3 separate regions of the Sus scrofa genome follow, and all the other regions are linked to region 1. A link is a contact called in public Hi-C and HiChIP or PLAC-seq data. All regions are on one chromosome and are shown on one strand. The core of a region is the stretch at or near the end of the contact, and the rest is flanking DNA. Distances in the headings are between cores, read along the strand shown.

Region 1 (4,991 bases), core at 2,200-4,699:
GCAGCCTGAGAGAGGACAGTGCTGGGGCCCCTGGATAGAGGGGCTGAAGGTCTGGATTCTTGCATCTGGAGGGAGCAGAGGGTGGTCCTGGGCCCCACATCCCCTGCGTGGGGCTATTGCCTTCTGAGGATGTGGGGCCTGCGTTCTCCTCATCCACTTGGCATGAACTTCCGGCCAATCTTCTCGGCACCCCTGGGGCACTTTTCCCAGTCCGGAGCCTGGGCAGCTGTGAGTCTAGCAGCAAACAGAGGTCTTAGGGAGGGGTTGTGGGAAATGCCCCCAAGTCCCCAGGGCCTGGGAAGAGCTGAGGCTGCCAAGCTCAGGGGGTGACGGGAAGGGGTGGGGGGACACCCTGGAGAAACAATTCCTGCTCTGTCCACTTGTTTCCCACAGACTCAAGCCAAACCAAACCACTGCCCAGGACTGTTCTGCTTCCAACCAATCCTGGTGCCCTTCCCAGACTCCTCCTTCCGTTCTCAGCCTCCACCCCAGTCCCACTCCCTTCAGGACCCCAGGAGTCCAGGCCCCCAGACTCCTCCTCCCCCAGAACTGAGGACCCCCAACCCATTCTCCTCAGGACCCAGAAATTCCGGTTCCCCAGCCCTCTATTCCTTTAGAACCTGAAATCACAGCTTCTGGGTGTTGGGCGTCCCCTAGTGGAGTGCAGAGCGGGTCTGGCCTGTGATGCTCTGTTAGAAATGGGAGAATAGGGAGTTCTTGTCGTGGCGCAGTGGTTAACGAATCCGACGAGGAACCATGAGGTTGCGGGTTCGGTCCCTGGCCTTGCTCAGTGGGTTAAGGATCCGGCGTTGCCGCAAGCTGTGGTGTAGGTTACAGATGCAGCTTGGATCCCGAGTTGCTGTGGCTCTGGTGTAGGCCAGCAGCTACAGCTCTGATTAGACCCCTGGCCTGGGAACCTCCATATGCCGAGGGAGCGGCCCTAGAAATGGCAAAAAGACCAAAAAAAAAAAAAAAAAAAAAAAAAAGGGAGAATAGGAGTTCCCATCATGGCGTAGTGGAAACAAATCCGATGAGGAACCATGAGGTTGTGGGTTCGATCCCTGGCCTCGCTCAGTGGGTTAATGATCCAGTGCTGCTGTGATGTAGGTTGCAGACGCAGCTCGGATCCCAAGTTGCTGTGGCTGTGGTGCAGGGTGGCAGCTACAGCTGCGATTAGACAGATCTCTAGCCTGGGAATTTCCATATGCCATGGATGTGGCCCTAAAAAGAAAAAAATAAATAAATTTGTACATATAATTCTGTACCTTTAAGAAAGAGTCCCACAAAATCTCAAATCTGCCTGCCTTCTGCGGGATTTAATCAGTATGCTCATTTCACATTTATTTATTTAGTCTTTTGTCTTTTCTAGGGCCACACCCATGGCATATGGGAGGTTCCCAGGCTAGGGGTCTCATCAGAGCTACAGCTGCCGGCCTGCACCACAGCCACAGCAACGCCGGATCTAAGCCATGTCTGTAACCTACACCACAGCTCACGGCAACGCCAGATCCTAAACCCGCTGAGAGAGGCCAAGGATCGAACCCGAGACCTCATGGTTCCTAGTCGGATTCATTTCTGCTGCACCATGACGGGACCTCACCTTTATTCAATTTATTTATTTAGCTACACCAGCAGCATGCAGAAGTTCCCGGACCAGGGATCAAAGCTGCACCACAGCAGTGACCTGAGTCCCTGCAGTGACAGTGCAGGATCCTTAACTTACTTGGCCACCAGGGAACTCCTTGTTTCACCTTTAGACTTGAAGACCGGCCCTACAACTTCACAGAATTGTTACCACTACCATTGTTATCTGTAAGAGAAGTTCCAAGACACACCTGCCGCTGTCAGGGATGAAGCAAAGTGGGCAGGGGCGGAGCGGGCAGTCCAGGGATCTGGGAGGACTGGGAGGCGAGGCCACACCCAGTCTGGGGCTGTGAGGGCACTCCTCGAGGAGGGACAATACTATTGAGTTGAGACCTTGAGGAAAGTCGAGGAGGGTGTATCTACAGTTTATGTATTTATATCTATCTAGTAAAATGAAAAATAAATAACTAGAACATTTCAGTGCTAAATCTGGTCTCCTTTCCAGGTAATACGTAGTTAACGGCGTGTGATATTATTTACTAAGCGGCCAGGTGCTTTACATTCTTAATCTGAGTCTTTCCAATAACCCCACGGAGCAAAGGGGTGAAGGAAGAGGGGGTATGATTATAATGCCCAGTTTGTAAAAGAGGAAGAAAATGAGGCCCAAAGAGATAGGTTATTTGTCAAGGATCATTTAGCCGGGCAGTAGCACAACCAAAGTTTGAACCCAGGTCCGACTTCCACCCAATTCACTGGTGAAGTTTTAAAAACCGCTGAGTCTTCCGTCCTCTCTGGGCCTCTATAACTCCTCCTTGGGCCAAGGGTCTCAACACGTGTTCGGGCCTGGGGCTGTAGGAAAATAGCTAAAGAAAAGACATGAAGTTCTCAGAACGCTGGAAACTGCGAGTCCACAGCTGCGAGATTTGCTAGAAAGCAAAGACCGCAAAGGAACGCGCGTGCGCATTAAGCCAGGCCTCCCGAAGACTTAGGGAAGCGCTGACAGGGTCCAATTTGGAAGTGTGGTGACGTGAGAACGCTGAAATAGTAACTCAATGCACAGGATTATAACCTAGAGAGACTTAACACAGGAAAAGGCAGTGTTGAGAAGAGAGGCCAGGAGTTCCCGTTGTGGCTCAGCGGAAACGAATCTGACTAGTATCCATGAGGTTGCGGTTCGATCGCTGGCCTCGCTTAGTAGGTCCGGGATCCGGTGTGGCCGTGAGCTATGGTGTGGATCACAGACGCGGCTCGGATCTGGTGTTGCTGTGGCTGTGGTGTAGGCCGGCGGCTGTAGCTCCGATTTGACCCCTAGCCTGGGAACCTCCATATGCCCGGATGCGGCCCTAAAAGAAAAAAAAAAAAAAAAAAAAAAGGAAGCGAGGTCACTGACCAAAGCCTCTGCCCTCCGAGTCTTCGGTAAGGAGGCCAGTAAAGTTCCTTTAACGCAGCAGGGGCGTGATTCAAGCAGAGCACCTTGAAGGGTTACGGTGGCCGGGAAAGCCCAAGAAACTTGGAAAGGAAAGTGCTCAAGAATCGGCGAGGATGATATTAACTGGAAGAGGCGGGGTTGTTGGGGGGAGAGGACAGAAAGAATGGAAGCTGTGGGAAGCACACATATTGGCCAAAGAAGTCTGGGGCGCTCGGGGCACGCAGTGCCCACCAGGTGAAAATACTCAGGTTGCAACGGGAAGGAGGGGGTGTTACGGTGGCCTGGTTCGCCCTTCCGTAACCGGAAGCGGCTTCTGAGAGGGTGGCTGAAGCGCTCTTGCCGGATACGGTGGCCGGCAGGTCGGGCAAAGCGTGAAATCTCGCGCGATCGCGCTGGCGCCGTCGGGGATGGGGCGGGGCTGACGGCGGGGGCGGGGACCCGGAGCGGGAAGATGGCGGCGGCGCAGGAGGCGGACGGGGCCGGCAGCGCCGTAGTGGCGGCCGGGGGAGGCGGCTCCGGTCAGGTACGGAGGCCGAGAGGGGCCTGAGGGGTTCTTCCCCACTCGGGGGGCCTCCCACGGGGCGTGTCCTGCCTCTATTCACGGAATCCCGTGCATTGGGGGCTCCTTGCCCAGAGGGACCTTGAATACAGGGCCCAGGCGGGGCCGGGCGATCCGGGAGGCCGGACAGTGCGGGGACCGGGGCCCTGTTGCGCGCCGGGTCCCCTGCACGCTCGCGCCGGGCTACCACCCGGCTCGTTGCTCGAGCCAAAGAGACAGTGGCGCGGAGGGGCGCAGACTTGTACCCAGGCGCCTTGGGTTCTCTCCTGACTCCGCGATCCTGGGCTCCAAGACCGTTCTCACAGTGGGCTGGCGTTCACGGGGTCTTTTTCTCGGTGCCCGAGGTATGGGCAATGATTGATTACTTGGGAGTTTTCTAAGTCTGGGGAAGTTAGGTGACCGTCATGGGTTAAGGGCACGCGCTGAACAGACCCATTTTACAGACAGGAGTCTAAAGAGCAGAGTAAGGAAGGTGCTTGCAGAAGGTCACCCAGGTTAGATTTGGGGGCCGTTTCCTTTAGAACTTACCAGACATTGCTGAAACAGGGTAGTGGGGGCTGAGCTAGGTGTATTTGCAGCATAAATTAGCCCTATGGGGGACTTAGTCCTGGTGCTGATGGCTTCTGACCCATTGCCACTTAAACTAAACTGAGGCTGCAGAACATACTAGTTCAGGCAGCCATCCTTCAGCCATTTAGGGAATCAATGGAGTGACAGCCAGGTGCTGCCGACCCACCCACTAGGATGTCACTGACACGTGGGAGGCAGCTGGGGGAGAGGAGTGCAGGTTGGGTGGGGGGAACGAAGCTGACTCTATGTGACCTTGGGCAAGTACCTTTTCCCCTTTGGACCTTCAGTTCTCCAGGGGTACATGGAGGGGTTGGACAGGAGGGCCAGCCCTTTGGTGTTTTCTCTCTCACTCTACTGAGGAAGGGACTAGCGTGTAAACAAAGAATGATAGTCCTGACTGACAAGGGTGATGGCACAAAGTCTTTATCAGGGACTGCAGGAGCCCAGAGGAGGGGCAAATAATGTCACCTGGGGAAGACACTGGGGTGAGAATTGTGTGGCAGAGCCACCATTCCTGGTCTGGATCTTTTCAGCATCCTCATCCAGGGCCTGGTCCTTGGGGCACCCTTAGGAAGTGTTTGTTGAGTGAGGGCTAGAGTGAAGACTCAGCCCCTAACTTCAGGGGCCTTCCAGTCTCACTAAAAGAAGGTCTTTCTTCCTCTTGAGTGTCTGTTGATTACTGGGTGGGAGGTGGTCAGAGAGACTAGGTCTCAGGGTGCCCTGATGCCCTGAGTTTACAGAGACACCCCCTTGGCCCCCAGATCTCCTCCTGTCCCATTTCTCCGTATCGTCTTTCAAGACTTAACGCCTTTGCTTTCAGGATTAAGTATGAATTCTTTGGCAGATCAA
Region 2 (4,337 bases), core at 682-3,181, 69 kb after region 1:
TGAACTCCAGGGTTCATAGCAGCACTATTTACAATAGCCAGGATATGTAAGCAACTTAAGTTCCCATCAACAACTGAATGGATAAAGAAGATATGGTATATATACACGATGGAATACTACTCGCCATAAAAAGTGAAAAATTGCCCTTTGCAACAACATGGATAGACTTGGAGGATATTATGCTTAGTGAAATAAATCAGAGGAAGACAAAGACTGTATGATATCACTTACATGTGAAATCTAAAAAAGAAAACAAGCTAGTGAAAATAAAAAAAGAAGCAGATTCACAGATATATAGAGAACTAGTGGTTACCAGCTGGGAGAGGGCAGGGGGGAGGGAGAAGAGAGGGTAGGGGATTAAGAGGTACAAACCACTATGTATAAAATAAATAGGGACTTCCCAGTGTCGTGCAGCGGAAACGAATCTGACTCGAGTCCATGCGGATTTGGGTTTGATCCCTGGCCTCGCTCAGCAGGTCAGGGATCTGGCATTGCCATGAGCTGTGGTGTAGATCACAGACATGGCTTGGATCCTGTGTTGCTATGGCTGTGGCTGTGGCCGACGGCTGTAGCTCTGATTGGACCCCTAGCTTGGGAACTTCCATATGCTGCAGGTGCGGCCCTAAGAAGCAAAAATAAATAAATAAAATTTAAAAAATAAAAATAAGCACAAGGACATATTGTGCAGTCCAGGGAATTTTATAATAACTGTGGAATATAACCTTAAAAAATTGTGAATCACTGTGTTGTGCACTGGAAACATACAATATTGTACATCAGCTATACCTCAAAAAAAATTTTATGGTAACCAAAAAGAGAAAAAAGAGAGAATGGTGATAGCTTTTACTGAGGGTTTTCTTCTTGACATTAATGGAGACTGCACTGAAAATGCATTTAGTAACAGACTGGGCATTTGAGTTAGGACCCGGCAGGAGGCTGATCCTCAAAGTCCACCCTATTTCCTTCTTTCTCCTCCTCCCTGCAGGCCCGTTCCTCCCACCGTCAGCGCTGCTGCCAGACACAGACTTCTTCCCAGGCACTGTATCCCTCCCTGGCCTGGAGCCCCCCGGCGGGCCGGATCTCCTGGACGATGGTTTTGCCTATGACCCTGCTGCCCCCACACTCTTCACCATGCTGGACATGCTGCCCCCAGCGCCACCACTCTCCAGCGCTGTCGCGGGCAACGGGGGGGCAGGGGCCCCGGTCGCGGAGCCCCCGGGCCCTGAGCCGCTGACGCTGGACTCGTACCAGGCCCCGGGCTCCGGGGATGGAGGCACTGCCAGCCTCGTGGGCAGCAACATGTTCCCCAACCAGTACCGCGAGGGGGGCTTTGGAAGCGGCCTCCTGTCCCCCGGGCCTGAGGCCACGTAGCCCCTGCGGCACTGGAGGAGAGGCACTGGGTGGGGAGGGTGGTGGAAGGGGCCGTGCAAACCCAACCGGGATGTCCAGCACCCCCATCCCCTTGGGCTGCCCTTGGTCCGTCTTCCGACGTCCTCATCCTTCCTAATCGGACATCTTCAGTGCTGGAGAGAAACGCCGTAGCATCGGTTTCCCTTGAGCCCATTTTACAAATGAGAAAACTGAGTCTGGAGAGGAAAAGGGGTTTGGCTTCCAAATACTAGCTCTTTAAAGTTGCCTCAGCTGGGGTGCCTTCTCCCGGCGGATTCTAAAGTGTAAATAGGGGAGGGGGGCGCAGATCCCTAGCCCTCCCTCCCCACGCCTGAAGGTGGGGGGGGTAATTGTTCACAGTCTTCCCAATAAAGACGAATTTTTGAGCCCGGGGGGGGTCTCATCTCTTCTGCACTTGAGAAAATTCCCCGGCTCCTTGGGTACAAAGTCCCTTGGCTCTCGGTTCCGCTCCGCCCTCCTCCAGGCCCCGCCCCTCCGTCCACACCCTAACCTTGGACCCGCCCCTCGCGTCGGCGGAAGCGCGCCTCCGCCGCACCGTGTCCCCCTTCCCCTCCACCGCCCACTTCCGTTTCCGGTGCGGGCCGCGCGAGAGCGCAGAGGTGGGAGGCGGCGACGAGCCGGTGAGTGCAGGCGGCGGGCCCCGGTCTCCTGGCTTCTGGTAGACGTCAGCCCAGCTTCGCCCTTGCCTCAGCCTCTCTCCGTTCTGCTGTGAACCTCCGCTCGGCCCTGGCCCCGAGGGCCGCCCGCCCCGCACCCCGTCTGCTTGCCGGGCCTCAGGCCTCGCCCTGCCCCCGCCATCGGCCCGAACTCGCGCCGTCAGACCCGCAGCTTGCCACAGGTCCCGCCCCCTTGTCAAAAAAACTTAACCCGAACCTTCAGGTCCAGACCCGACGTTCGAGCCCTGTCCAGATCCTCGGGGCTCTGCCCGATCCACCAGCCTTCCCCCTAAGCTCAGCCCACCCCTTCCTGTCTGCGCGCTCGATCTCTGTACCATCCCCGGCCCCCACCCCCGATTTCGATTCCTTCTTTAGACCTCACCGGCACTCAGGCTTTTCCTTTCAGCACTCCCCCGTGCTCCCCTTCCTCCCCTAAGTGTCTTCCGTTCACGCCCTTCACTTGCCCTCGACCCCATCTTCAAACTACTGCTCTGTTCCCATAAAATCTTTCTACTCTTCCCCCACCTGCCTACATCTCCAGGGCCCTGCACCCCATCCCCACGGATGGCTCTGATGGGAGCCGTTTCAGTTCTCCCCCTCCCTTGGGCTCTAGCCCCAGCTGCTCAAGATCTGCGCCCAGATCTACTTCAAACACTTGCTCTTTCCACTCCAAAATCTCTCATCCTTGATTCTGGCTCCTTGAATAGAGGATACCCCTTTCCCAGGGAGGCTCACTCCAGAATAACCCCGGGGGGGGCAGGGGGGCGGGTTCACGATGGCCAAGCCACTGGACCAGAGTGGTCCAGTATCCGGCTGAGCATCTGGCACACAGTTCTGAAGCTGATGTTCAGGATCAGCTCTGTCACCATCTTGTTAGGTAACTTTGATTCTGTCCATATGGTTTTTCCAGCCCATCTCACACCCCTCCCCTCATCCCTCAGGTTGAGGCCCTACTCTTGGCCTCACCACGATGTGGCACGAGGCTCGGAAGCATGAGCGGAAGCTTCGAGGCATGATGGTGGACTACAAGAAGAGGGCAGAGCGGCGGCGAGAGTACTATGAGAAGATCGTGAGTAACCTTTAATCTGGGCTGGGAGCTCCCCAGGAGGGCGGGGCCTTGGTCATCCTGGTAAGATTTGGGCTTGGAAATAGATGAAGCCAAGAGCCCAGTATCCCCAAGAGAAATTCATTTTTTGGAGCATGATCGTCACTAAAACCTGAGGCATTCAGTTTATTGGCGTATACTGTGCTGTTTGGTGTGGATTCGAGTACAGAGCAGGTGCCAGCAGGAAGAAGGAAAGTCTAACACTCAGAGCAGTCCAGACAGAAGATTGGCCACCTCCAGAATGTTGTCTGTCTTGCTTATTGCTGTATTCCCAGTGCCCGGAAGAGCTCAGCTGTTCTCGGGGTTTGACTTGGCACCCAAAGCAGTGCCCTGGACAGTCACTAGGTGAACTCGGACCATTTCCCTCCCTTGTTTGATGCCTCAGTTGCTTTTGGAGAAAAGACCACACTCCATCCTGTGACCCAAAAGGCCCTTGTGGTCTGGCCTCTCCTGGTCTCTCAGCGTCATCCTTAGGTAGCTCTGCTGGCCTTTTTTCCATTTCTGTCACCACAGGGTGTTGAGCCCATAGGGCCTCCTCTCACCTGCTTAATTGTGACTTGCCCTGGAAACCCCAGCTTGAAACGGTCTAGGGGTCCTAGGTTCAGGTCTCCTGTCAGGTGGTATTTATATAGAAATTTCCATTTACTTCTGCATCACTGCCCCAGCCTCCCCCTGGTGTCCTGGCCTCCAGGCCTGTCCCTGCTAATCCACCCTCCTCGCGGGGCCAGAGGGGTCCTCCCAAAGCAAAAGCTGACTCCCTCTCTGGCTCAGAACTCCATGGCTTCCTAGTTCCAGGCTACTCAACACAGCCTTCAAGACCCTGCATGGTCCGGCTTTTACCACCCGCTCCAGGCCACTCTGCTTCCTGCCTGGTTCCTTTGTCCTGCCGTCAGGCCTCCTCAGCACCTAGGGCTACTCTCTAACAAAAGATGTATACAGGGTTAGCAGTTTGCCTCACTTGCCTCCTGTCAACCAGGAAGTAACCACTGGGCTTAGGGAGAGCCCGTCTCCTGTGGTATCAGACTAACCAGCGTGACCACGAGGTCTCGGTTTGCATCTCTGTTGGTTATAGTCGAGGCCCCGGCAGTGGGCCAGGAGCACAGCACTCAGGAATGAGTAGCTGCCATTTGTTAAGAGCCCATGGTGCGCCAGGCGCCTTGTCTGCT
Region 3 (4,423 bases), core at 1,320-3,819, 96 kb after region 1:
TCTTGGGTGACGTCTTCTGGGTCTTGGTGGGGTCAGTCCTCTGCTCCTTGGTGGCCACTGCCCAGCCATCCCCGCCGGGGCCCGCCTGAGCCCCGCTGCCGGGGGCCCCGGGTTCCTGGACACCCGCCGTGGCAGCGGCCCCGGCCCCCTCGCCGCCGCTGCACGGGAGGGCACTGGCTGGGGCGGCGGCATGGGCGGCCGGCTCCGGAGGGGCGGCGGAGGCCAGCTCCTGGCTGGACCCGGCCGAGCAGGGGCTCTGGGGCTGCAGCTGCCGATGGGTCTTCTTGTGGCGGTTGAGCTTGCTGCTCTGGGCGCAGGCATAGGGACACTGGTCGCAGGCGTAGGGCCGCTCGCCCGTGTGCGAGCGCATGTGCACTTTGAGGTTGCTGAAGGAGCTGAGGGTCTTGGCGCACATGGGGCAGGTGGGGCTCCGCCGGGGGTGCCCCACCCGGGGGCCCTTGGCCTCGGCTTCTGGCCCTGCCACGGCCGACACGGCCGCGGCCACCTCGGCCAGGCCCAGGAGCGGGGCCTCCGGGAGCTCGGGTTCCGTCTGGTAGATGGACAGTCCATGGTCCCACTGGACGTGGCGCAGCAGCTTCCAGGCCCCCGTGAACTGCCGGCCGCAGCGGAGGCAGCTCAGAGCCTTCAGGTCATCCCGTTCTGTGGAGAAGAGAAGAGAACGGGCCGGGGTTAGTGTAACTGTGACGGGCAAGTCAGAGCAGTTGCAGTTGACAGCTGCCAGCTGGACACCTGCTGTGGCAGAGGCTCTATTCCAAGGGCTGAGAGGCAGCAGAAAGAAGACGCGAAGAAACTGCACGTTGCCCTCGGAAACTGATGCTCAGAGAGGTGGGGGGACAGACAGGAGGCAAGGAAAATCCACAGAGCGGATGGTGAGTACGTGGGGATTCTCCTTGAAAAATCTTCAAGAAAAAGTGAGAGCAGAGGGATGGACCATGAATGCTGTTTTATCCTGGGGTCCGGAGGGCCTTGCTGAAGAGGTGACCCAGTTCAGCATGCTAGGCACAGGCCCTGCTCAGCTTCCTCCCCGGGCTTTCCTTCAGGACAGGAAATACAAGACCTCCATTCTCCAGACAGGAACACTGAGGCAGACAGCTGCTTGCCCCAAGGTCACACAGCTTGAAAGGGGGGTGGAGCTGGGATTTCAATCCAGAAACCTGAGGAGTGAGAGACAAGAGCTTTGCAAGAAAAATTAACGGCTTAATAAAAAAAACAGCTCTTGATGACTAAGTGGGTTTCTGTGCCAGGCCCTGAGCTCCCGGGTTCCACGCGTGATCCCCCTTTCCTGCCTTGCAGAAGAGGGGGCTAAGGTCTAGATGGGGAGGAGGCTTAGCAGCCACCTAGAGGGGTGACGGGTAGTGAACTAGGTCCCCTGCCCTTTGCGTGGAACCTGAGTTGAGAGCCCGGTCCAAGTGGACGTTTTCTCTGGCTCCTCCAGGTACCATCAGTAAGGTACTTCCTAGATGGACTCACCTGTATTTTTGGAATGCTAGACAGTCTTGGATGGGGGGTGGGGGGGTAGCTTTCCTGATGCGACACCAGGGTCAAGAGCACAGGTGGGGGTCGGAGAGGGTCAGCCTGGCCTGACTTCCAGCTGGCTCTCCTCCTCCCTAGCGTGACCTTGGGCGAGAGATACCCTCTCTGCCTCACTTTCCTCATTTGCTAGGCTCCCAGGGGTCTTCTCCCTTTGGAGTGCCTGGACCTCAAATGGACAACAGTTGACTTTGAGTTCATCAAGCCTCGGTAAACATTAGCTGAGGCTCCATCACTCTCCCAGGTCCACATGCTACCTACAGTGTTTTTGTTCCACCCATTCCATCACAGCCCCTCCCTTGCCCGCCCACCCACCTGGAGGGCCACCCTCCCTGCTCTGGATCTAACTCTGCTCTAACTCTTACAGCCGCCCAATGGAGCCAGGGCCAATGGAGCCATTGCCAATGCAATCCCTCTTCCCCTCTCCCACTACAGGACCCTCTCCCTGGCCCAGCCCTGAATATAATTCCATCTCTCACAAATCCCAGGAGCACACCCTAGGGGCCATAAGCCCCACATGATCAGCACTGACCCGGAAAGGAAAGCTAAGCTCATTTGGTACCAAGTTAAGGGTTTTAATTCCCACCCTAGAGGAGGAACCCAGGTATCCAGAACACCAGGGAGGACCTGGCTCAAAACGGGGGCTTCCCAGCATGCAGGGCTGGGAGATTCCATCAGGGAAGGAAACCAGAAGCCCCTTCCCCAGCTCTGAGCAAGTGCCCAGGGCCTCGATCAGAAGTGATAAGGAGGTGGGAGGGGTAGACAACACCCCCAGTCCAGCTGGCCTCAGCTCCCTTCCCCCATGGCCACTGCCCTCCCCAGAGGTCCCCCCTACTGCCACACTGGTCCAGCCACCTGGGCAGTTATTTCTGGCCAAGGGGAAGGAGAAGTGAAACCAGATTGGGGGTGTGTGTGTGTGTGTATGGCAAATCCCCGACCAGTCTTCTGGGGCTGGCCACACCCTATGGGTGGCCCTCCCTCCCTGCCCAGCCCGCCCCCGCCCCCCCCTCACTACCACTGTAGTCCCAGCCCTAGGACAGGGCAGGCCCTGGCCACGCCTAGGCTGCACCCGGCGGGGAGCCAGAAAGGGGAAGTAGTGCTCACTGCCCCGCCTGTCCAGCGCAGCCCCTTCTCCCACAGGAAGCCGGGCCCTTGAACTTGAGACCAGGACTGCATCCCGGCTTTACTCACCTGAGCCCTGGCTGGGGCTGGGGCCTCTGAAGAGCTGACAGCCCAGCTTCTTGTGGTCCATGAAAGCAGTGATGGCCTCCAACGGGAAGGTCTGCGTGCAGCGGCCACAGGTCAACAGATCTGGGTGTTTGTCGGTCCACGGCTGGCGGTCTGCAGGGAGGAAGCGGGTGGTGAGCGTGGGGTGGGGCCAGGATGGGGGCTGGGGGTTCCGAGGCAGAGGGGAAACCCGAAGGTCAAAACCCGGGGGCTGGAGCCCAGGACCCGGCAAGGAAAATAGGGAAGGGGCAGGAGCCGCGGGGGCGGGGGGTTGGGGGGCGCACCGGCGTCTGTGCCCCCAGAAGGAGGCCCCACCCGGGAGAGGGGAGGGGAGGTGGGCCCGGAGCAGGGGCAGGCGGCGCTCACCCTGAGGGTTCGGGGTCAGCGGCGTCCACGCCGCGCACTGGCTGCGCAGGCCGAGAGCGTGGATGAGGCCGGCGGCGGGCACGGGGCCGTGGGGGTGGCGGGATTCGCCCTCCGACAGCCCCGGCGCGGGCACTTCCTTCGGGTTGAAGGGCCCCAGCCCCGGGGCCTGTAGGGGCCGCGCGTCCGGCTCGGGCTTCACGCAGATGACGAGGTCTGGCATCTCCGTCTCGTCGTCTGGGTTGGCGGCGGGCGCGGGGTCTATTCGGCGGGGCGTGCAGCCGGCCTTGCGGCGGGACATGGGTCACGGGCAGGCGGACTGGCGGGCGGAGGACGCACAGGCCGTGCGCGCTCAGACCGAGGCGTCCAGGTGAGTGACTGCGGCGACCCGCCGCGAACTCTTACACGTGCTGGCCCGGCCCGTGGCTCCGCCCACCGAGGCGGGGCCTGGCGGAAGGGGACTGCCCCACCCTCAGCCTAACTCAATCGCGACCGTGCCCACTGCGTTTGGCTAAATGACCAAACCTTATCAAGTTGACGCGATCACGGACACAAACAGCTCTTCCTGATCTCGTTTTCGAGATGATGGAAACTGAGGCACAAGGTGTGCGCCCACACGCCCACGCGAGAATACGGTAGGGGCCACTTTCCTAACCAGGCGCCGAGAGTCGTCTGGTCTATTCCATCAGACGGATTACAATAAAAATTCCTTGGGCAAACAGCGATTGAGCGCCTACTGTGCGCCAGGTTCTGGACTAAGCACTGAGGCTGCCACGGGGAACGAGACCGTCAATAACCGTGGCCTTGGGCTTAGTTTATTGTTCAGGGAGACAAGACTCTCAAGGTGATAGCTAGGTAAAACACAGAGTGCCTTCCAGGATGGCAAGGGCCACGGAACAAAATCAAGCCAGGAAGGGTTACAAAGGGACAGGATTATGGAATGTGGGGGCGGGGTTCAATTTTTTTCCCCATGCCAGGGAAAAAGCACGATGGAGTTTGAGACCTAAGCCAGCCGGTCTTGGGTATTGGAAGGGGGGCGTGGTGTGGGCTCTGTACTGATTAAGTTTCTATTGATTGAGTTCTGTGAGAAAATGCAGTCAGATCCAAGTCAGATCTCTTGACCGCTTTAAGGTCTTCTGGTTTTCTGAGCCGGGAGCCTCGGGAGAGTTTTGAGCAGAGAAGGGCTGTGATCGCATATATCCACTCTGCTCCTAGACCTGGAATCCCCAGGAGAACCAAATAGCCCACAGTCTTGCCTCCCTGCTCAGCTGGGGCCTCCTGG

What was found. A called contact is a pair of places that touch in the nucleus more often than the background predicts. HiChIP or PLAC-seq counts read pairs in DNA pulled down with a chosen protein or histone mark.
Region 2: a contact with region 1 is called in a Hi-C map of skeletal muscle, with 2.4 times the contacts expected there. The contact joins the promoter of CLASRP here to the promoter of CLPTM1 in region 1. A contact is called at or near these places in 2 of 5 promoter capture datasets (fetal liver and liver), 4 of 47 Hi-C or Micro-C datasets (epiblast stem cells, liver and skeletal muscle) and 1 of 2 datasets of contacts at active chromatin or transcription factors (alveolar macrophages).
Region 3: a contact with region 1 is called in an H3K27ac HiChIP or PLAC-seq map of alveolar macrophages. The contact joins the promoter of GEMIN7 here to the promoter of CLPTM1 in region 1. A contact is called at or near these places in 2 of 5 promoter capture datasets (fetal liver and liver), 1 of 47 Hi-C or Micro-C datasets (epiblast stem cells) and 1 of 2 datasets of contacts at active chromatin or transcription factors (alveolar macrophages).

Annotation. Positions count from the first base shown.
Region 1 is chr6:51,408,325-51,413,315 of Sscrofa11.1, forward strand. CLPTM1 (cleft lip and palate transmembrane protein 1) reads left to right here and starts at 3,450. Exons shown (of 18, transcript XM_003127223.6): 1 at 3,450-3,536. The coding sequence starts at 3,465.
Region 2 is chr6:51,478,548-51,482,884 of Sscrofa11.1, forward strand. It overlaps CLASRP (CLK4-associating serine/arginine rich protein), which reads left to right and starts at 1,932. Exons shown (of 22, transcript XM_021094518.1): 1 at 1,932-2,030; 2 at 3,008-3,135. The coding sequence starts at 3,037. It overlaps RELB (transcription factor RelB), which reads left to right. Exons shown (of 12, transcript XM_021094521.1): 12 at 986-1,803. The coding sequence ends at 1,371.
Region 3 is chr6:51,504,808-51,509,230 of Sscrofa11.1, forward strand. GEMIN7 (gem-associated protein 7) reads left to right here and starts at 2,570. Exons shown (of 5, transcript XR_002344688.1): 1 at 2,570-2,852. ZNF296 (zinc finger protein 296) reads right to left here and starts at 3,477. Exons shown (of 3, transcript XM_021094523.1): 1 at 3,145-3,477; 2 at 2,743-2,892; 3 at 1-660. The coding sequence starts at 3,442.